Linked DNA regions of Anser cygnoides: region 2 is linked to region 1. The links are chromatin contacts, called in public Hi-C maps. All regions are on one chromosome and are shown on one strand. Each heading gives the region's core, a stretch centred on a gene start, on an enhancer-like site or on the middle of the called end of the contact. The rest is flanking DNA. Distances are from core to core; before and after follow the strand shown. Region 1 holds the start of COL14A1 (collagen type XIV alpha 1 chain). Region 2 holds the start of MTBP (MDM2 binding protein).

The links. A called contact is a pair of places that touch in the nucleus more often than the background predicts.
Region 2: a Hi-C map of granulosa cells shows a contact between it and region 1, with 2.4 times the contacts expected there. The contact joins the promoter of MTBP here to the promoter of COL14A1 in region 1. A contact is called at or near these places in 2 of 7 Hi-C or Micro-C datasets (granulosa cells and liver).

What each region holds. Positions count from the first base shown.
Region 1 is chr2:150,076,482-150,081,204 of Taihu_goose_T2T_genome, forward strand. COL14A1 (collagen type XIV alpha 1 chain) reads left to right here and starts at 2,189. Exons shown (of 49, transcript XR_010828773.1): 1 at 2,189-2,322.
Region 2 is chr2:150,240,573-150,245,295 of Taihu_goose_T2T_genome, forward strand. MTBP (MDM2 binding protein) reads left to right here and starts at 2,513. Exons shown (of 22, transcript XM_048048879.2): 1 at 2,513-2,658; 2 at 4,024-4,104. The coding sequence starts at 2,589. MRPL13 (mitochondrial ribosomal protein L13) reads right to left here and starts at 2,531. Exons shown (of 7, transcript XM_048048899.2): 1 at 2,391-2,531; 2 at 1-112. The coding sequence starts at 2,417.

The DNA of each region.
Region 1 (4,723 bases), core at 939-3,438:
AGGATATACTCTACAAGGTGGGCAAGTGGTGTAAAAAATAATATTGTGAATCAGGAAAATTAAACTGATACAAGAAAAATCAGCAGAGTTACCCTTGAAAGCACATACCTTGCATAAACGTAAAATATTAATTTAGCTCCTGATGCAAATTGGTGACTCAAAATTAGATTATTAATTTATGTGAAGGCTGCATTGTGTTTCAGAATCTACTCGCTGGTCGGTGGAATCCATCAGGACTTTTCAGTGTGGCTCCCTGACTAGATGGAGCCACAGGATGGTGCTCATGCACTTTGCATACTGCACTACAAATTCATGAAAGGAAAAAAAAAAAAAAAAAGAAAGAGAGACAGAGAGGGAGCCAGACTCTCCCTTTGGCAGGCTGTTCCTTGTCATGCCCTGAAATAAACGAGCCAGCAAGCAGTCATGGATTAGGCTGATTTATCTCTCTGCATTTACTAAGTCTTCAAGGGTATTGCAAACAGACTTATCCATCTACGTCCTTGTCTTCTGGTAACTATTATTTAGCTAAGTACATAAATTAGGGACTGAAAAGGTATAACATGTGTCACACTTAGCATCAATGAGCTGAACATTTTATGGCTTCAGAGGAATCATTACCCTGCAAGCTACTCTCTTCTTGGCTGGTACAAAGCGTTAGCCGTTGCACACACCTGGGAGTACCACAGAATAACAACATCTAGGAATGCTTTTTAGCATTTGCTATACGAAACAACAGGACTCAAAGTGTCTTTAAAGCTTACACACTTCTGTAGTTTCCATAGAAAAATATCTGTGTATGGTGACTTTGGACAAGAGCCTGCAAGACTGGGAATCCTACCCAGCCACAGAAGGTCCTGCTTTATGGAGTTTAGACACAGTCATCTCCCCGAGACTTACTGTGTTCCCCTTCCCTCAAAGGGAGTCCTACTTATGTGAACAAGGCGATGCACGTCTCTCTTTTCACTTCTGCCTCTTGTTTCTTAACTGCAGTCCTTCGGTGATTTCATTTGTAATTTTATACAGATGACCAGGCACATTGAAATGAGTATTTTCACTCACCTCTTAAATTCTAGGGACTTACAAACTTCGTGAGTAGTAGCCTTAACTGTAAATCCAGTAGGGTATACTGTGAGGTGAATCAAATTTGTGTATGAATACAGATTCTGCAGTTCCACTTCCCCATTGCTGTGTCTACATAGATGGCAAAAATGCGCACATGTACTACAACGCTTTTAATCAAGGTTTATACTAAGCCAGACAAACACTGGAACACTTTATTATAAATATTTCCCCGATTAATCATCCATCAGCGCAATAACCAGCACTGGGGGAATAGCATTCCTAGCCACACTGTGGGGCAGGCACCTTTTAAATCATTGATAACGAAGTGAATGAGCAACTCCGGGAGGAGGAGAGGGAGTTAAGAGGGAGCAGGACCAGGAGAAGTGGGGTGCACCAGGAGAACTGGGGTGCTGACAGGAGAACTGGGGTGCTGACGGGAGAAGCAGGGTGCAGTAGGAGAACCAGGGTGCTGGCAGGAGAACCGGGGTGCTGACAGGAGAACCGGGGTGCTGACAGGAGAAGGGAGGTGCACCAGGAGAACCAGGGTGCTGGCAAGTGAACTGGGGTGCTGGCAGGAGAACAGGGGTGCAGCAGAGAAGCAGGGTGCTGACAGGAGAACTGGGGTGCCCCAGAAAAGCAGGGTGCTGACAGGAGAAGTGGGGTGCTGGTAGGTGAACCGGGGTGCACCAGGAGAACCAGAGTGCACCAGAGAAGCGGGGTGCACCAGGAGAACTGGGGTGCTGACAGGAGAAGTGGGGTACATCAGGAAAACCAGGATGCTGGCAGGAGAACCGGGGTGCACCAGTAGAAACATAGTGCTGACAGGAGAACTGGGGTGCTGAGGGGAGAATGGGGGTGCACCAGAGAGCCGTGGTGCTGACAGGAGAAGTGGGGTGCACTAGAGAGTCATGATTCTGGCAGGAGAACCGGGGTGCACCAGAGAACCGGGGTGCTGAGGGGAGGACCGTGGCGCTGACAGGAGAAGCGGGGTGCTGTGAGGCGAGGCCCAGCCCGGCCGCTCCCGCACCTGGCCGCACCCTCCCGCCGCAGCGCAGGGGCCCGGGGGCGGGGGCTGGCCGGCGGGCCCGGTGCTCGCCTCTTTTCCCCCCTTCTTTCCACCTTCAGCTCTATAACTGCCCGCCTCCTCTCCCTGCCCTCCCTCCTCGTCGGATGCGGCGCTGCGAGGGGAAGAGCAGCCGGAGGGGAGCGGCGCGGCGCAGCAGCACCCCCAGCCCCGGCCGCCCGCCGCTGCCCGCCCAGGTCGGTGCGAGCTCCGCGGTGCTGCCCCGGGTGGGCTGGGGCGGGACGGGTAGGGGCAGGCTCCGAGTCCCAGGGGGGCTCCGAGCCCGGGGCGGCTTCACTGGGCACAGGGGGGGGCGTCCCGCAGCCACCTGCGGGGCCAGCCCCGGGGAGGGCGGCGGGGACCGGAGCGGAGCCGCAGGGAGCGGGCGAAGCTGCTGGGAGCAGGGGACAGAAGCGTCGAGCCTGAGGGGGAGCCCCTTAAAAACTGCAAAAGCCGTACTTTTAAGGATAATTAGAATTTATTAAAGAAAACGCACTTTCAGTTGAGGGTCCGGCTGGGCACGTCCTCCCTCCTTCACTCTCTCAGCGGCCCCAGGCCGGTCTCTTCCCCCGGTTCCCCTGTCCCGGTGCCCCCCGGTAACGGGGCTGCCGCGGCCGGCCCTGCCGTGTGGGGAGGTGGGCGATGAGGGGACTTCACCCGGGTCTCCTGGAGTCCCCCCCAGCTCGGTGGGGACAACAGACCCCCCCGCTGCCCCCCTTTTTGAGCTGAAAAGGGGGAATGTCGCCTTAAAATGGGGGGCTTGGTGGCACCGCTGAGGGGGCTGTGAGAAGTGGGGTGCACCCCAAGAGCACTCTGCTGCCCTGGGGCTGGTCCCACTCCTCCTTGTGGGACGTCGACCCGAGAAACTTGAGTCACTCTGCACCCTAATAAACCACCACTATACGGGTTATGAACCCCCTGGTGCCTCACCGAGGCTGTGGTGTGGCAGGGTGGCTCTAAGCACCGCAGTGCAAGACCTTACGGCCAGCCAGCTGCGCGAAGGCGCTGCAGCTTTGGGCAGGTTTCCTCGGGGCTGAGCTGCTTGGTCCTTGAGATTTGTTCCTTGGCTGAGCTGCCTGGGCCCTGCTCCTTGGCTGAGTTTAACTGGCACCTAGAAACACAGCACTCCTCTGGCAGGTCTTGCCTGGAGCAGGGTGGCTGTACAACAGGTTTGGGGTGTCTCAAACCCCTTCATCCCCCAGGAGAAGGTGACGGGCTGCCTGGCTTGTGTGGATGCTGCGGGCAGCCTGCGGTGTGTAAGCCTTCCCCTTCCCCGGACAGGAGCCGAGGCCACCACAACAGCAAGTGCATGTGGAGCAGCAGGGGTCACCTCACTGGCCGGGCTTTTGGTGTGGAAGGGGAGCCTGGAGTTGGGTTTCTGCTCTCCAAGTTATTCACTCGGATAACTGTTTTACCAAACAGTGGAGAAATATATAAAAAGCAGGGGGAATGGGATGGCTTTTCTGATTCCCTGATAGTGTCAGCCACAAGGTGGCTGCAGACTCGTGGTTGCCTCTGTGTGCCTTTCCTCCTGGAGTGAACCCTGAGGTGCTGGTCTTTGCAGAAGTCAGTTTGTGCCCAGGCTGTCTTTTATCCAGCATCAGTTATGTTTCTCTCAATAAATCATACCTTCTTCCCGTGATAGCTGTTCTCTGAAATGAGCAGGAGAGAGTGTTCCTATACAGCACTGCATGTCAGTTAATATTTATAACCCTTATCTGGGAGGAGGGTTTATATCAAAACTAGCAAATGGGGAGCTGAGCCACCACTGTGAGTGGCTATTTTAATATCTGGGTTATTATATGGAAAGAAACTTACACATAGTGGTGACCGAATTGAAGAATCAGTTGTGTATTGTCCTTTGAAGAGTCACCATTTACACACTTCAGGTTATATTCCTGAGGTGGGGAGAAGCTTTGATATGCAATGTAAGTTGCACAAGGGGTGCTGTTTAGGACTTAGCTCTCTTTGTTTGCCCTATTGCCTGTCACTAGGCAACTGCCTGCTGATGCTGGCTCATCTGGATCCAGTCCTTGGATGTTTGACTCCTTGTGTTTGTGTAGTAGAAAGCCTGGGCACTTGGCTTGGGTTTTTGAATTCTATCTGGAGGATGTGTCCTAAGAACCAGGCATAGCAATACCTCAGTTTTGGGCACATGGTTTTGTTATTAGATGTAGTTATTTCTCTCTGTCTTGAGAGATTCATGCTGTAAGAGATGGATTCAAAATATGTACCTGAGTAGCGTGGAACTTGTTGATAATTTGACTAAAACTTAGGTAACCCCCTGTGGGGATAGAACTTCAAATGACGAAGTCACCTGTATATTTTGAGGTGGCATACCAAATATCCATGATTGGGATTTGTGACATTAGACCTACCAAGGACTGGGATAACTATGGTAAATTGTAAATATCTTTTACAAGAGAGAAGGAGGTATAGGATTATCCTCTCATCTGTTCAATACTGGTTGAGGTACTTCAGGTTGTCTTTTGTATTCTTAGATAGTGGTTGGACCACTTGCATTACGCCTTCCTCAGAAGACATCGAAAACGGGGAAGGTAAATTAAGTGGTGGTGTCCTAGGGATATTAGAGAAAAT
Region 2 (4,723 bases), core at 1,263-3,762, 160 kb after region 1:
AAATAGGTTTATGCCTGCCTTCAAGTCTGATTACAGTTGCAGCTGCGATTTTTCCTGGTGGTTGCATCTTCGCGTCTAAGAGATACCAAGCTCTGGCAAAAGTAGCCCATTGCTAAAGAGAAAGAGAAGTGGTACTTAATACAGGAAAAGAACGCACTACCATAAACGAATCTAGCTGCTCTAATTTGATCGATGCGTTTTTTACACTTCAAGCACTATAAGAAATACTAATATTCAAAAACACCCCCCACCAAGTAATCATTAAAGGAATAGAAAACAGTTCTAGACATTGTATCATAGAATCATAGAATCATCAGGGTTGTAAAAGACCTCCAAGACCACCTGGTCCAACTATCCCCCTACCACCAATGTCACACACTAAACCATGTCCCTAAGCACCACATCCAGCCTTGCCTTAAGCAACCCCAGGGATGGTGACACTACCACTTCCCTGGGCAACCCGTTCCAATGCCCAACTGCTCTTTCTGAGAAGAAATATCTCCTCATTTCCAACCTGAACCTCCCCTGGTGCAACTTGAGGCCATTACCTCTAGTCCTATAATTGTAGCATTGCATGGGGTTGTTGTAACCAAAGTGCAGGACCCAGCACTTAGCCATGCTGAACCTCATCCCACTGGCCTCTGCCCAACGACCCATCCTGTCCAGGTCCCTCTGCAGGGCCTTCCTACCCTCCGGCCGGTCAACACTTCCCCCCAGCTTGGTGTCACCTGCAGACTTACTGAGGGTGCGCTCAATCTCCTCATCCAAATCATCAATAAAAATATTAAAGAGGATGGGCCCCAACACCGACCCCAGGGGAACACCACTGGTGACCAGTTGCCAGCTGGATTTCACTCCGTTCACCACCACTCTCTGGGCCCAGCCATCCCGCCAGTTTTTAACCCAGCAAAGCGTGTACCTGTCCAAGCCATGGGCTGCCAGCTTCTCTAGGAGAATACTACGGGAGACTGTGTCAAAGACCTTGCTGAAGTCTAGGTAGACTACGTCAACAGCCTTCCCACATCCACTGGGCGGGTCACCCGGTCATAGAAGGAGATGAGGTTGGTCAGGCGGGACTTGCCTTTCAGGAATCCATGCTGACTGAGCCTGATCCCCCATTTGTCCCGCATACATTACACGATTGCACTCAAGATGACCTGTTCCATCACCTTTCCTGGCACCGAGGTCAGGCTGACAAGCCTGTAGTTCCCCGGGCTCTCCTTACGACCCTTCTTATAGATGGGTGTCACATTAGCACATCTCCAGTCATACAGAACCTCTCTGGATGACCATGACCGCTGATAGATGATGGAAAGCGGCCCAGCAATCACGTCCGCCAGCTCCCTCAGCACCCTCGGGTGGATGCCATCTGGCCCTATGGACCTGTGACAGTCCAGGTGGAGCAGCAGGTCTCTAACTGCTTCCACGTGAACTGGGGGGAGTCAGCGGGGGAGATCTGCTCTCCATCCCAGACTTCCAGGTTGGGAGGCTGAATACCCCGAGGATAAGTGCTCTGGCTAGTAAAGACAGATGCAAAGAAGGCATTGAGAACCTCAGCCTTTTCCTTATCCTCAGTAGTCACGTTCCCCCCTGCGTTCAGTAAAGGATGGAGATTCTCCTTGGCCCTCCTCTTGCCATTAATATATTTATAAAAGCATTTTTTGTTATCCTTGACCATAGTGGCCAGGTTGAGCTCGTGCTGGGCTTTGGACTTCCTGATTTTTTATTCTCTGCATATGCTGGCAACTGCCTTGTACCCTACCTGAGTTGTCTGCCCCTTCTTCCACCAGACATAAACTCTTTTTTTTTCTCCCAGACACACAGCAAAAGTTCCCTGTTCAGCTATGCCGGTCTTCTTCCCCACCGGCTCATCATACGGGGACAGACTGTTCCTGAGTCTTTAAGACCTCCTGTGCTGCACTTGCTGCTTGAAGTGGTTCATCGAATGGTTTGGGACTGAAGGGACCTTAAAGCCCACCCAGTTCCAACTCCCCTGCCATGGGCAGGGACACCTCCCCCCAGCCCAGGCTGCCCAAAGCCCCATCCAGCCTGGTCTTGAACACCTCCAGGGATAGGGTACCCACAGCGTCTCTGGGCTGCCTGAGAAACACCTAAATACGCTTCTGTGCCTACTAACAACCCTAGCCGCCTTCAGCGGGCAGCCTTTTCCCTCTCAGCCCCCTTTCCTTCCCCAGCAGTCCCACAGCGGGCACTGCCTGTTCCCTCCAGCATCAACCACGACGAGGGGCCGGCCGCGGGGCAGCAGAGCAGTGCCCGGCCATGGCACCCCCTCACCCTCACAAAATGGCGGCCGCCAGCAGCCCGCCGTGACACGGAGGACAGCGCCCACCGCGGTATCCCCTCGCCCAAAGGGCCAGCCCCGCGCTCACCTGGGCAGCCTTGGTGTAACTGGCCATGGCCGCTGCGGCTCAAGGGGAAGGGAAGCGGAGCCCATCGGCGGCGGCCGCCCCGGGAAGCGGAAACGTCGCCCTGCGAGGGGCGGTGCAGGGGCGGGTAGCGCGGGCTGCTCGGAGCCCTGATGGTGGTGGCGGCTCCGTCTCCCTCTCCCTGCCCGTCCTCGGCCGGCCATGGACCGCTACGTGCTGCTCCTCAGCTGGGGAGAGCGCAGGGCTGAGGGCGGTGGGGAGCCCGGAGCAGGTATCGCTGCATCGGGGGGGCGATGCTGAAGAGGGGCTGCCGCCGAGGAGGGGGGGACGCGGGGCACGGCACGAAGCGGGAGCCGCCGCCGTGAGGGCTGGAGACCGGGAATTACCCGCGGTGTGGCTTTCCTAGGGCACGTAGGTGGACTGTGTCTCCTAGAGATGTGATCCTTGAGTTCTTGTGCTTTCACCCGGTTAATCGATGCCCCTGCCTCAAACGTCTCTGGGGTTGTTCTCGAAGGCTTTTTCTTTATGTTTTTTGGTCTGGGGTCTGTGCGCAGGTGGGTTTTCAGGATTATTACCTTGATAAAAATCTTTCAGAACAGAAGACTTTAATGAATTAAGCCTTCAGAAACTTAGATTATTTGAGTTTTGTTACAACGCTGATGTTAGCTAACTAGAAGATTTCAGAGATATCACAGGAGGGTTGAGGCTGGCAGGGCCCTCTGGGGTCCATCTGGTCCCACCCCAGCTCAAGCAGGGACACCCAGAGCAAGGTGCCCAGGTCCACGTCCAGGTGGCTTTTGAAGATCACTAAGGTGGAGACACCACTGCCTCTCTGAGCAACCTGTGTCAGTGCTTGGTCACCTGCACAGCACAGAAGTGCTTCCTGATGTTCAGAGGAACCTCCGGTGTTCCAGTTCATGCCCAATGCCTCTTGTCCTGGCACTGGGCACCACTGAAAAGAGCCTGAGTCTGTCCTCTTTGCACCCTGCCTTCAGCTACTGATATATGGTGATAAGATCTTCCCATAGCCTTTTCTTCTCTAGGTTGAATGGTCCCAGCTGTCTCAGCCTTTCCTTGTAGAAGAGGTGCTCTAGTCCCCTGATCATCTTTGTGCTCCTCCGCTGGATTTTTCCCAGCATGTCCAGGTCTCTGTTGTACTGGGGAGCACTGATCTGGTCACAGCAGTCCTGGTGCAACCTCACCAATGCTGATCACCTCTCTTGACTTGCTGATGATACTTGCCTAGCGCAACCAAGAATACCATTAGCGTTCTTAGCTGCAAAGGCACGCTGCTGGCTCATGGTCAACACAGTGTCCACCAAGACCCTCAGGACCTTTTCTGCCCCCAGCATGTACAGGTGTCCGGGGTTGTTCCTCCCTGGGTGTAGGACTTCGCACTTCTTGCTGAACCTCATGAGGTTCTTGTCAGCCCGTTTCTCCAGCCTGTAAATCTATATACCCAGTAGTTTAACTAGAACTTTATAAAATTAGTCTTTTTAAACTCCTGTAAATCTGTACTTGACACCTTTTTTAAAACTAAACTTTTAACGTTAAACTGAACTTTAAACTGCATTTGTAATAAGCAAGACTTAACTTCCGAAAGTCAGCAAATTTAAGAAAAACTTTTTTTTTCCAGCTGTGACTGCTGCAAATATATATAAACTTCTGAAAGAAAACTGTAATTCATCTATAAATGCAGATGCAAGGACTTTTCCAGGTAAGTATAGTAATATATTCCAAATGTTATCAAGGAATTGGCATAGGCAAATTTATTGTCTGCATGAAACCAATCAGAAACTTGAGAAAATCCAGTTTCTCTTGCTCTTGCTACCGTTTCTATGGAGAACTGATTTTACTTCAGCAGCTCAGTTGTTAGCAGATGATTAAATATACTGGGCACTGGAAATGAAAGACAAGTGTTTTGAAAGGCTGACAAATTTCAATCTATTTTAAGAGCGACTGAGAGCAGAAAAGGGCTTGTTTCTCATGTCAGTGGGAAGCTTGATATTTTCATGCCTACAATTTTTGTTACTCCTGTTCTCTCTTCTAATTTTTTCAGTGGAAGCAATATATATCTGTTGGCTAGCAATTCAGAACCATAAACCATGAGTATTTATTAAATCATTTAATCATCTTAAAATAGATTTCTGAAGATCTGCTTTAGTACTTTTAGTTTAGCTTTTTTAATAATACTGATGCTTTTGTATTTCTTTACTTGGTTTGTATATCTGGCTGTTAAAGCTGACCTCATTGTCAGAACTGTCATCTGATTATTCTTCATGTGAACCAACATAAGTTGTCAAAATCCATTTAGGTGTGAATGTTGAGCTGTTTTC